2 separate regions of the Mus musculus genome follow, and region 1 is linked to region 2. The links are chromatin contacts, called in public ChIA-PET maps. All regions are on one chromosome and are shown on one strand. The core of a region is the stretch at or near the end of the contact, and the rest is flanking DNA. Distances in the headings are between cores, read along the strand shown. Region 1 holds the start of Flvcr2 (feline leukemia virus subgroup C cellular receptor 2). Region 2 overlaps Jdp2 (Jun dimerization protein 2).

Evidence for each region. ChIA-PET counts read pairs in DNA pulled down with a chosen protein or histone mark.
Region 1: an RNA polymerase II ChIA-PET map of memory CD8 T cells shows a contact between it and region 2, with 19 read pairs. The contact joins the promoter of Flvcr2 here to the enhancer-like site in region 2. A contact is called at or near these places in 2 of 484 Hi-C or Micro-C datasets (bone marrow-derived macrophages and nephron progenitors), 2 of 115 datasets of contacts at active chromatin or transcription factors (embryonic stem cells and memory CD8 T cells) and 1 of 9 other capture datasets (adipose tissue).

What each region holds. Positions count from the first base shown.
Region 1 is chr12:85,744,032-85,749,399 of GRCm38.p6, forward strand. Flvcr2 (feline leukemia virus subgroup C cellular receptor 2) reads left to right here and starts at 2,508. Exons shown (of 10, transcript NM_145447.2): 1 at 2,508-3,558. The coding sequence starts at 2,821.
Region 2 is chr12:85,621,804-85,627,190 of GRCm38.p6, forward strand. The region is part of intron 2 of Jdp2 (Jun dimerization protein 2); the gene reads left to right. Among named protein-coding and RNA genes, the nearest start is that of Jdp2, 25 kb to the left of the region's middle. Within about 2 kb of position 3,073, at least 91 of the 459 cell types and tissues checked have an H3K27ac peak or open chromatin away from gene starts, as enhancers often do. A contact at or near this core is called in bone marrow-derived macrophages and memory CD8 T cells, where this site is marked.

The DNA.
Region 1 (5,368 bases), core at 1,258-3,757, 120 kb after region 2:
CATCTGCCAACATGAAAACAAAGACCTAGTCCATAGCTCTGGGACAATCTCGACACATGCTAGCCTTGCTTTTTGGCTTCTGTAGCAGTGCTTCTGGCTAACTGTTCTTACTAATTAAGATGTGGCGACTCAAAAAGCGGCTTTCAGGGGGCTGGTGAGATGGCTCAGTGGGTAAGAGCACCCGACTGCTCTTCCAAAGGTCCAGAGTTCAAATCCCAGCAACCACATGGTGGCTCACAACCATCCGTTACGAGATCTGACACCCTCTTCTGGAGTGTCTGAAGACAGCTACAGTGTACTCACACATAATAAATAAATAAATCTTAAAAAAAAAAAAAAGCGGCTTTCTTCCTGAGCAAGTCTTGGTGCTACACTGGAATCCCAAACATCGCTAATATAGACTTTCTATAGCTTAAGCCTGTGTCTGAGCCACCTTGTCCAATGAATGCCCCACACCACCATCCACTCAGATAGATTCTATTTTTTTTAAAGATTATTATTGTTGTTGTTATTTACATTTACATCCGTGCATGTGCTCACAGGTCAGCATGTTGTTGTTATTTACATTTACATCCGTGCATGTGCTCACAGGTCAGCAGGTGCCTGAGGCTGGAAGATTCCCTCATGCTACAGATGGTTGTGAGCCACTCAGTGTGAGTGCGGGAACTGAACTCAACTCCTCTGAGAAAGCAGCAAGCCCCCTTAAACCCTGAACCATCTCTCTTCGCCATCACCTATTCTTGATTCTAATGTGCAGACTCAAGTTGTAAACACCACTGCAGAGCTTTAAAAGGGGGGGGGGGTCGGGGAGGACAAGGAAGCAGTGTCCCTCAAGATTCAACGTGTGAACACACATGAATCACCTGGAGATTCTGTTCAAATGTTCTAATTCAGGAGTTCTGGGCTGAACCTGGGGATCTGGGAATCTTCCCTTGAAACAAGCTTGGCAGGGGGGCGGGCATGGTGATATACACCTGTAAACTCACCATTTAGGATTGAGAGGGTGTGGAATTCAAGGTTACCCTGAGCAACCCTGTCTCAAAAAGACCAAGCCAAAACAGACAAAAAAGGCAAAACAAAAACACCACCAGGTTTCCAGGAGCCACCCAGGCTGCAGCTCAGACTGCTCTTATGTAACTGTGTGGTAGCTTGAATGATGGGAAGTATGACTTTTCAGGCCAGCTGGGACCTTAGTTAACTGAGTTCTAAAAGGCTTGTTTTCTTGTCTATAGCACGAGGCAAGAAGGCCGAGAGCTTACAGCTCGATGTTTTCAAAGCCTTGAGTGCCTGCACATACACCATACACATGCACACATACAGACACACACACCCAGGGCAAGCAATAGTAACTACATTATAGAATGCCCGGCATGCTCACCCATGAAGCACATTTACCCCGTGGCAACAAATGCTAGCCTTTTGGCAGGATAGGAAACATTTGTTGAACGAATTATCAGCCAGGGATTTTTCTTTTTTTTTTTTTTTTTTTTTTCGAGACAGGGTTTCTCTGTATAGCCCTGGCTGTCCTGGAACTCACTCTGTAGACCAGGCTGGCCTCGAACTCAGAAATCCACCTGCCTCTGCCTCCCGAGTGCTGGGATTAAAGGTGTGTGCCACCACGCCTGGCTGGATTTTTCTAAGGGCCATTATTTCACCATCTACATTTTGCAAAAGAAACGGGAGCTCAGAAGTGGTGTTCAGTGACCTATTGTTACACGCCTAAGTCGCTAAACCGGAATCCAACCTAAATTTTGGGTTCTTTATCACTGTGAACCCATGGAGTTGTAGGGACCAGCGCAAGCCAGCATTCCTTCTCTGAAAGCCTTGCTTCCAGGCTAAGAGGTGACGCTCAGGGGATCGGTAGGTGGCAGCGGAGGGCTACGAGGCTGTATGAGTCACTTCGTTGCCTCACTCCCAGAGCCTGCGCAGAGACTTGGTTCCACAACTTTCCCTCCAGGCTATGCTTGGCTCGCGGGGTTCCCTAGTGGGAGACCTCAGGGACCCGTCAGACACTAAACAAGTTCATATACGAGTTCACCAAAATAAGTCTTTGTCGGCTGGGAGGTCTCTGAGAAAAGCAAGCATTCCTTTCACCAGGCACACTGAACTGTCACCTGGAGAGCCCAGCAAAAGAGAGGAAGGTAGGGATCTCTCTCGGATCCCCCTGAGCAGTTTAGGGACTCCGAGCCTCGGTGCACGCCCGCTGGCCCCGAGAAGACTCTGACCTCGGAAGGGCGTGAGGCGAAGTCCTCATTTACCAACGAAGACCTCTGGGAGTGGGGGGGACAAGTGAATTTAGGGAAAGTGTAGGGGTGGGGGCTAACCGGGCGGTTTCCATGACACCGGGGACGTCGGAGAGGAATGTACACCCCAACCTATGGCGAAACAAGAGCGGCGCCTTGCGAGCCCCGCTCAAGGAGGCAGGGGATCCTGGGTGGGAGGGGTTGAGGGGCGTGGGGAGCCGGGCAGGCCGGGGGGCGGGGCGGTCACGTGCGCCCGAGGGGGCGAGGCCCCAGCCTGCCCGGGAGCAAACCGAGCTCGCCCTGCCACAGTTCGCTGTTCAGGAGTCAAACTTTTTCCAGGACGGTCAACGCTTCATCTGGACAGCCTGGAACGCGTGGCAAGGCGTCTGCGGCCAACTTGGGGGACAACAGTTTGCTAGGGAGTGATCGTAGGAACCTGAGATCTCGATTTCTCCGCTAACAGAGGTGCGCTCCCGGAGAAGTGTTGCCTCAGCTCTAGGGGGACAGGCAAAAGGCTGCTGACCCATAAGACTGTAGGAGTCAGTACGTGCCTGGGATTCAGGAGCTCGTTGTGGTCATGGTGAATGAAAGTCTCAACCAGGAGGAGAGCAATGACAGACCTGCGCCAGAGTCGGAATTCCAGATGGACACCAGCTACTCCACCCAGCCCAGCGGCTCCATCCATCCCAGCGTCTCAGGCCACCCCAGCGTCTCAGGCCACCCCAGCGTCTCAGGCCACCCCAGTGTCTCCATCCATCCTAGTGTCTCCATCGACCCCAGCGTCTCTGTCCGTCCCAGCAGTTCAGCACTCCCCAGTACCTTGGCTCAACCCAGCGGTTTGACCCATCATAGTAGCTTGGTTAGAGAAGACAGCGTGATCAAGGTGAGCAAGCGTCGTTGGGTCGTGGTCCTGGTGTTCAGTTGCTACTCCTTGTGCAATGCCTTCCAGTGGATTCAGTACGGCTCCATCAATAACATCTTCATGAACTTCTACGGTGTCAGTGCCTTTGCCATTGATTGGCTGTCCATGTGCTACATGCTGACCTACATCCCTCTGCTCCTGCCCGTGGCCTGGATGCTGGAGAAATTTGGTCTTCGAACCATCGCTATCACCGGCTCAGCTCTCAATTGCCTGGGAGCCTGGGTAAAGCTGGGCAGCCTAGAGCCTCACCTCTTCCCGGTCACAATGGTGGGTCAGGTCATCTGCTCTGTGGCACAGGTCTTCATTCTGGGCATGCCCTCACGCATTGCTTCGGTCTGGTTTGGAGCTGATGAGGTTTCAACAGCCTGCTCCGTGGCTGTGTTTGGCAATCAGGTGAGTAGAGGGCGGGTGTGTGTGTGGACGGCTGTTCCAAAGAGAGAGAGCATCTCACCATGATGGGGCTGAGTATGTTAGAGGGTACCTGACGATGAGAGAAGCTGTAGTTTTCTGGTTCACAGACTTTATGACTCTTGGGTGGCTTTGTGGTTGGGTGTGGACTGACAGTGTAGTTGGGTGATTGTGACTGTCAGTGACATTGAAGATTAATGGGGCGGGGGTCACAAACAAAGGACTTTTTCTTTCATCCACAGTTTTTCCTAGCCTGTAGGAAGCATACTAATTAAAATATGATCGTTTTTTGATGGTGTTTCTCCCCAGCCTTTATCAGTACACCAGTTCCACCAATTTTAGGAATGCTGGTCTTTTCTCTGGTAGCAATCTTTGACTGCCAGGTGGCTGTTTAGGTGTCCTTGGTGGTTTTAGCTGGACCAGCCAGATTTGCTAGAACTCAAGATCCTCTGTGCACGAAACTGTGGGCTGGGCTGTTCTTACCTTTTACGCAGAGCTGAAACCAGGACACCTGGAACCAGGCTTTGCCCTAAACTCTCTGGGATTTAGAGCCAAGTCGAGTAGGAGAGAGTAGAAATCTCACTGCGAACTTCCAAGAAAGCTTCTGGTCTAAGCATCTTCTGTCTTTCTCCTTTTGCCTTTTCTCTTCCTGGGGCAAGCAATTCCACGTTCTTATGATCTTAGAATGGTTCTCACTTAGAAGCTTGGGTGTGTTATGCATCTGATTGCTTTCTCTGTGTATTTGAGGCAAAGCAAATGTTTATGGGCCCTTCTTTAATTGGAGCCTAGGTCCCCAGATTCATTTCTTCCAAGTTGCATGCTGTCCAAGCTGCTGCTGACAGATCACTGGTCACCCTTAGCTCTGGTGAGCCGATTTTGTCTTACCAGTTCATTTAATTTAGAAAATGTGTGTAACCTCTGACTTAGGCAGAAACGTCCTAAAACTTCTCTAAAGGCAGATTTCTTTTTCTCTTCATAAGTTTAAAAAAAAAAAAAAAGCTGGGTGGTGGTGACGCACGCCTTTAATCCTAGTACTTGGGAGGCAGAGGCAGGTGGATTTCTGAGTTCAAGGCCAGCCTTGTCTACAGAGTTCCAGGACAGCCAGGGTTACACAGAGAAACCCTGTCTCGAAAATACAAAAAAAAAAAAAAAAAGTTTCCCTGGTGCTCAGTGTGCTGGTGCAGGCCTCTGTTGGAGGATGTGATGAGTTCCAGGCCTGCCAGAGCCATCAAACTATTCACCTGATTTCTTCTTGTGAGTTTTGTTATTTGGAAAACCGAATTGACTTAAGCCTGGAGATGAGCCAGACAGTGGTGGCACGTGCCTTTAATCCCAGCACTTGAGAGGCAGAGGCAGGTGGATCTTTGTGAGTTCGAGGCCAACCTGGTCAACATAGTGAGTTTCAGGACAGCCAAAGCTACAAAGAGAAATCGTGTCTTGGAAAAAACAACCAAAGCAAAAGTCTGTAGCTGAAAGTAGATGGGCCTTTGGTTAAGGACACATTGCAAAGAGACATTGAGGGCTGGAGAGATAGCTCTGCAGTTAAGAACACTTACTATGCTTGCAGCAGACCTGAGTTAGATTTCCCACACCTCTATTGGATGGCTCACAACTACTCATAACTCCAGTACAAGGGGATATGATGCTTCTGCTTCCCCCCCAGGGCATCAGTGCTTAGATGTACAGACTCACAAGTTATAGCAATAAACATTTACAAATAGGCTTTAGAAAAACATAGATATTGAACTGGGTATAGTGGTGCATGCCTAGAATCCTAGCACTTGAGAGGGAGACA
Region 2 (5,387 bases), core at 1,823-4,322:
GGGGAATTCCTGCAGGGCATCTGGTGCCTCCATCAGCACTCCCACAGAGCCTTCTCCCAGGGTTGCCAAGGGGCCCTGAGGGAGCAAGGCCTGGTGCTTGTGTTTGTCATGGTTACATCCTGGTTCTGCAGACAGCAAAGTGCAGTAGCAAAACACTGGAGCAGGAGTCAGGCAGGAATCTCGGGATCTTGTACGAGGGCCATAGGGCTGGTCCCCGTCACTGTAAAGGGGGAGAAAGTTCCCAGGTTCCTGTCTAGATTGAATTTCCTCTCCTTTTAGCAAATGTTGAGCAGTCTACTGGGCACACAAAAAGCCAACAAGACACAGGCTTTGTCTTCATGAAACTCCCAGTGTTGTGGAGAGAGCCTCGGAGGGTAGAAAGCAGCACAGCAGGGCCAAGGGTGAGTTCAGCATTGAATGGGAGCTCTGTGCAGAGGGATGCTTCTCAGCCTGAGGGCTCAGAGTCAAGGAGGACTTCCTGATGGAGATGATATTTCCTGCCCCCCACCCCCCCAACGTAAGCTAGAACATGGGATGGGAAGACCAAAAGGAGGCTCCCAGCAGAGTCCGGCAGGGTCCGGGGACAGATGGTACAGTGGCTTGGACCAAGGTAAGAAACAATTCAAGGTGACACAGAGCAGTCAAGTAGCCGAAGAGGATGAGCCCAGCAATGTCCTTTGAACTTATCCTCTAGGACCCAGTTCCTGTCCCCAAGTGTGAACCTGGAACCAGCCTCAGTTTCCCATCTGTACACTCTAGGAGTAGGTTTAGATGTTTGCCATTTAGTCTGTGAAAATAGAAACGTCTTAAAAGAGATCTAGGGAATGTCGGTGTGCTTCCTGCCATGTGACCATTCCTCCAAAGGACAGAATGAATGAGCCCAAGGAGGATCACAGAGGAGGTCTAGCCCAGTCAGCCACGACAGAGGCAGCCGGCCGGCACAGAATCGGCTAGTTTCCCTGCCTGGAGAGCTACAAGCGACTTTTCCCTCTGCAGACTGTGGTTTGTCCACTGGTAAATGAGACCCTCTCGGGATCCCTTGAGGGTGCTCTTGAAGGTCAGAGAGAAGTGGGAACTCTTGCACTGGCTAAGTGTTTTCATGATCCAAAGAGGCGAGCTGTTGTATAGAGTTGACGGTGGTGATGAGACCCCAGGTGTCTGGTGGCAGACTCCACTGGAGGCCATGCAACCCACAGATTTGTTTGTTTGTTTGGTTTGGTTCAAGTGGTATTCGGTTCAAAGTGGAATTAGTTGGCTGCATTACAGATGGTTGTGAGCCACCATGTGGTTGCTGGGAATTGAACTCAGGACCTCTGGAAGAGCAGTCAGTGCTCTTAACCACTGACTGAGCCATCTCTCCAGCTCGAGGTTTTACTTCTTAAAAAAATTATTTCTTTATTTTTATTTAATGCACATTGGTGTTTTGCTTGCATGTATGTCTGTGTGAGGGTGTCAGGTCCCCTGGAACTGGAGACAGTTTTATTCCCATGTAGGTGCTGGGAATTGAACCCATGTCTTCTAGAGGAGCAGTCAGTGCTCTTAACCACTATACCATCTCTCCATCTCCAAGAGGTTTTACGTTTAAAAATCTTCAGCTAGTCTTGAAAACTTGAAAGATTGGGCAGCATTGAAACTGCTTGGCTGATGCTAATCTGGGCATCCCTCTGCAGACACAGCCCTGTCCAGTCCCTCTCCCTTATTAACCATTAATTAGCCAGCCTAGCTCTTAAAGGTGGCTTCGGTTTGCAGCCCCTGTCTTCAACAGCCATTCATGTGAACTTGCTCATGAGGCCCTGCCCAGAAGCAACAGAGATTCAGCCCTTAGCCACTTGCACTAGATGGACTTGGCTAGGGAAGAAAGGTGGCCAAGGGCAGGTAGTTTTCAGTACTCAACCTTTGGAAGTGCTTTGGAGGGCCAGAGGCTTGGCCCTGGAAGGCTTTAGGGAGACCCTGGGATTTCCTCATCCCTGCAGGAGAGGTGGTCGGCCCAGCCTAGCTGGCCTGGGCTGGCCAAAGTTTCACCTCTGGACTATCCTACTTTGTTGGTAGGGAGCAGGGGAACCCCTGGCTCAGTGCAGCCGGTTTATGTGGGGAATGTCTGGTATGTTTGTCATTTGGGTGTTTACTTTCCAGGGTGCTCACGGTCCCTGGTGTTGAAATGTGGCTTCTCTGTGTTGGAGGGGAGTCTTGTGGGCCTGGCTAGTGGCTCTAGGCCCAGAGCCCAGCAAGGCTCTTCCCCCAACACTGCACCCCTCTCTCTCTTTTCCATGCCAAGGAGGAAGATTGAATGTGCCTCTAGAGCATGTACGGTGTCTTAGTTACCTTGTCACATGCAAAAAAAAGATGCTTGCAGAGCCTTTCCTAAGCTCCAGGCTCTGGGCTGGATGGAGCTGTGTCCTTCCAAACCCACTCTGTGCCATCCCTGTGCACTGAGGAGTCAAGATTCAGAGAGGCCACGTGACTCGCCCAGAAGCCCACAGCCTTTCTAACAGAGCATCTGATCTCCGACCCTGAAGAATGGTACAGCTTGTGCCATGCCCACATGCCCAGGCCTGGCTCTCTCTGTGTGTGCTACCGTCCTAAGACCCTTCAGATTCTAGCAATACTGTTAGCTTCTGCTTTTCACTGTGCCCCTGCCTGCCTGCTCTTAATGTTCCTTTACTGCTTTATCCATGTTACCTTCTGTGAGAGAGTCAGTGTATTTCCTGCACCTTGGGTTAAACGTGCTGTTTTCTTTCTTGTTCTCAAAAAAAAAAAGAGAGAGAGAGAGAGAGAGAGAGTCTCACGTAGCCTAAGCTGACCTTGGCCTAGATACTGTAGCCAGCGATGACTGAATTTCTGATCCCCCTGCCTCCACTTTACAGGTGTGCACCACCACGACCAGTTCATGCAGTGCTGAGGGTGAAGCTGGGGCCCTTCTGCACCATAGGCAAACACTGTCACTGAGTCATAGCCCCAGCCTTCAAGAGACATAATTTTGAAACTGCTTTGGAAATGTCAGATGTCACACGTCAGTCTCATGTGGCCACCGAGGCAAAGTGTGTGGCCCGAGGAACATGATCAAAGGTGAAGACTAAGCTGAAGAGAGCGGGAGGGGCCCTTCCATTAGCTCTGCAGCTCTGCAGCTGTTACCCTTTCCTCTTCACTGTACGGGCAGTGGTTTTTTTGGTTTTTGGGTTTTTTTTTTTTTAATTTAAAAAGACCCAAAGAGGAGAAAGCAGAACGAACATTGCTGTCAGAAGTAGAAGCTTCGGTTGTGACTACATGTTCCCATTGTGAGAGGACATGGCTGAAAAGACTGTGTGTGTGTGACACATGTAGACCATAAGCCTTTCCATAGAGCATAAATGTTTGGGCCCCAGGGGCAAAAGATCTAGATTTGAACCCTGAACTGTCACCGATCATACCAACAGCTTTGTCTATAAAGGGAGAGGTGGTAGAGAGCTGTGCTAGAGAACCCCAAAGATGGAGAAGTAAATATTGTTTGTTTGTTTGTTTGTTGTTTGAGACAAGATCACACTGTGTAGCCCTGGCTGTTCTGGAACTTACTCTGTAGACCAGGCTGGCCTTGAACTCACAGAGATCCTCCTGCCTCTGCCTCCCGAGTGTTGGGATTAAAAGTGTGTGCCATCAACGACTGGCAAGAAGTAACTATTCTTGATTTAATTCATGAATATACATTGAAGGCCCTTTCCTTCCACAGGGTGTTCATCTGGGTGAAGGCAGTAGAGAGAGGGTAAGATATTTATGTAGGTAGAGTAACTATCAATAGATTGATAACCTCAGGGAAAAGTGACCAGAGACAGAAGCATACGTGAGAGAGGTGAGCACAAGTCATCAAAAGCCCCTGGAAGGAAACAGACAGGAAGATGATAAGAAGAAAGGCACTCTCCATTGAGGTGGCAGTGAAATGTAGAGCAAGGAGTCCCAGCAGAAGGGACAGCACTCGGAGAACCTGGGGACAGGGAAGAGCACTGTGCTCTGATGATGAGACAGGAGGCCCCAGTTGCTGAAGTCAAAGGTCAAAAGAAGACAGGCTATGGAAGAGCCGGTCAGAGACGGTTTCCTTCTCCCACTGGGCCCTGTAACAGACAAAGGTCTGTGCTATAGGTAATGGAGGCTGTGGAGGGCTGAAAGCAGAGATGACTGACATTTTAGCCAGGGGAGGCCTCCCGGGAGCCTTTGCGGTGGTGAAGGGCTCAGCTGGGAGGGTCTGATTGGGAGAGGCTGTGGTGATGGTCATCTGATCCTCTGGTGCTTACAGGCAGGATCCCTGCAGACTGTTAAATGGGCTGCCGGGTGGGGTGGGGTGGGATTAAGGTGATTTCAGGTTTGCATTTGGTTGAACAGTCAGGCAGAGGGCAGTACTTACAAAAAGAGCACAACCAGAAGAGAAATGTGTTTGTAGGAAGACTGGCCAAGGGCTCACCATGGCCCTCTGAGCAAACTCCTATACCCACAAGTCCCCCCGGGAATCAGATTACAGACAGATTCCAGTCGGGCAGGTCTGAGGTGGAGTTCAGGAAGGAAGCAGAGGACAGGCAGATGACTGTCCGCAGACCTGCTCTCTGAGACTTAGGGTCCTGGAGCCTCCACCCTTACCACCAGCCTCACAGTGCCTGATGGCAACTGTCCAGAAAGAGTTAACAGTGACGGTGACCCCAGTCCCTACATTGTGTCCTGCCTGACAGCTCTGCGTGGGTCTGTTATTGCGAGTGGGTTTTTGTGGGTGGTGGTGGGCTATAGAACTATGTTTGGGATATTTTTACTCATCCGGTAGATCTGTGTCTACCTTACCTGCTTGTGACCCATCATAGCAAGGAACGTTACCCAGTATCCCTTGGTTTGAGCTTGGCCAGTGGGAAGCACCAATAGGGAGGAAGAATTTTTTTTTTAGTTAAGTTTTAAGGTATTTTTAAGTAAGATTTATTTTGGGGGTGGGTGCAGAATTTCAATCATGCACCCAGTGTGTTTTGACCAAGCTAGCCCCATCCCCTCCACTCTAGCTCCTCTCCTAGCCCCCACAGTGATTTCTTCCCAACCTCAGTGTTTATCGTTTACCAACTGAGTGCACTCAGGGCTGCTGGGATGTGTAAGGAAGGGTGCAGGGCTATCTACTGCAGCAACGGTGTCCTCTCATGGGCCGCATCCTTGAGGTATGCTGACCCTGCTTCTCTGAACAGCCATCAGTGGCTCGTAGCGCCTGCGCTAGGGTGGGACGTGATACCCACCTCCTGTCCCCGAGCTGGCATTTTGTCTGTCTTGAGCTGGCCTGTGCTGTCATGACGGTTGTGAGTTTCTATGCACAGATGCTCAGATGTGTCCTGAGAACAGCTTTGCTGCAGTCATGCTCCATCTCTGGCTCTTCCACACGCTTCACCCTCTTG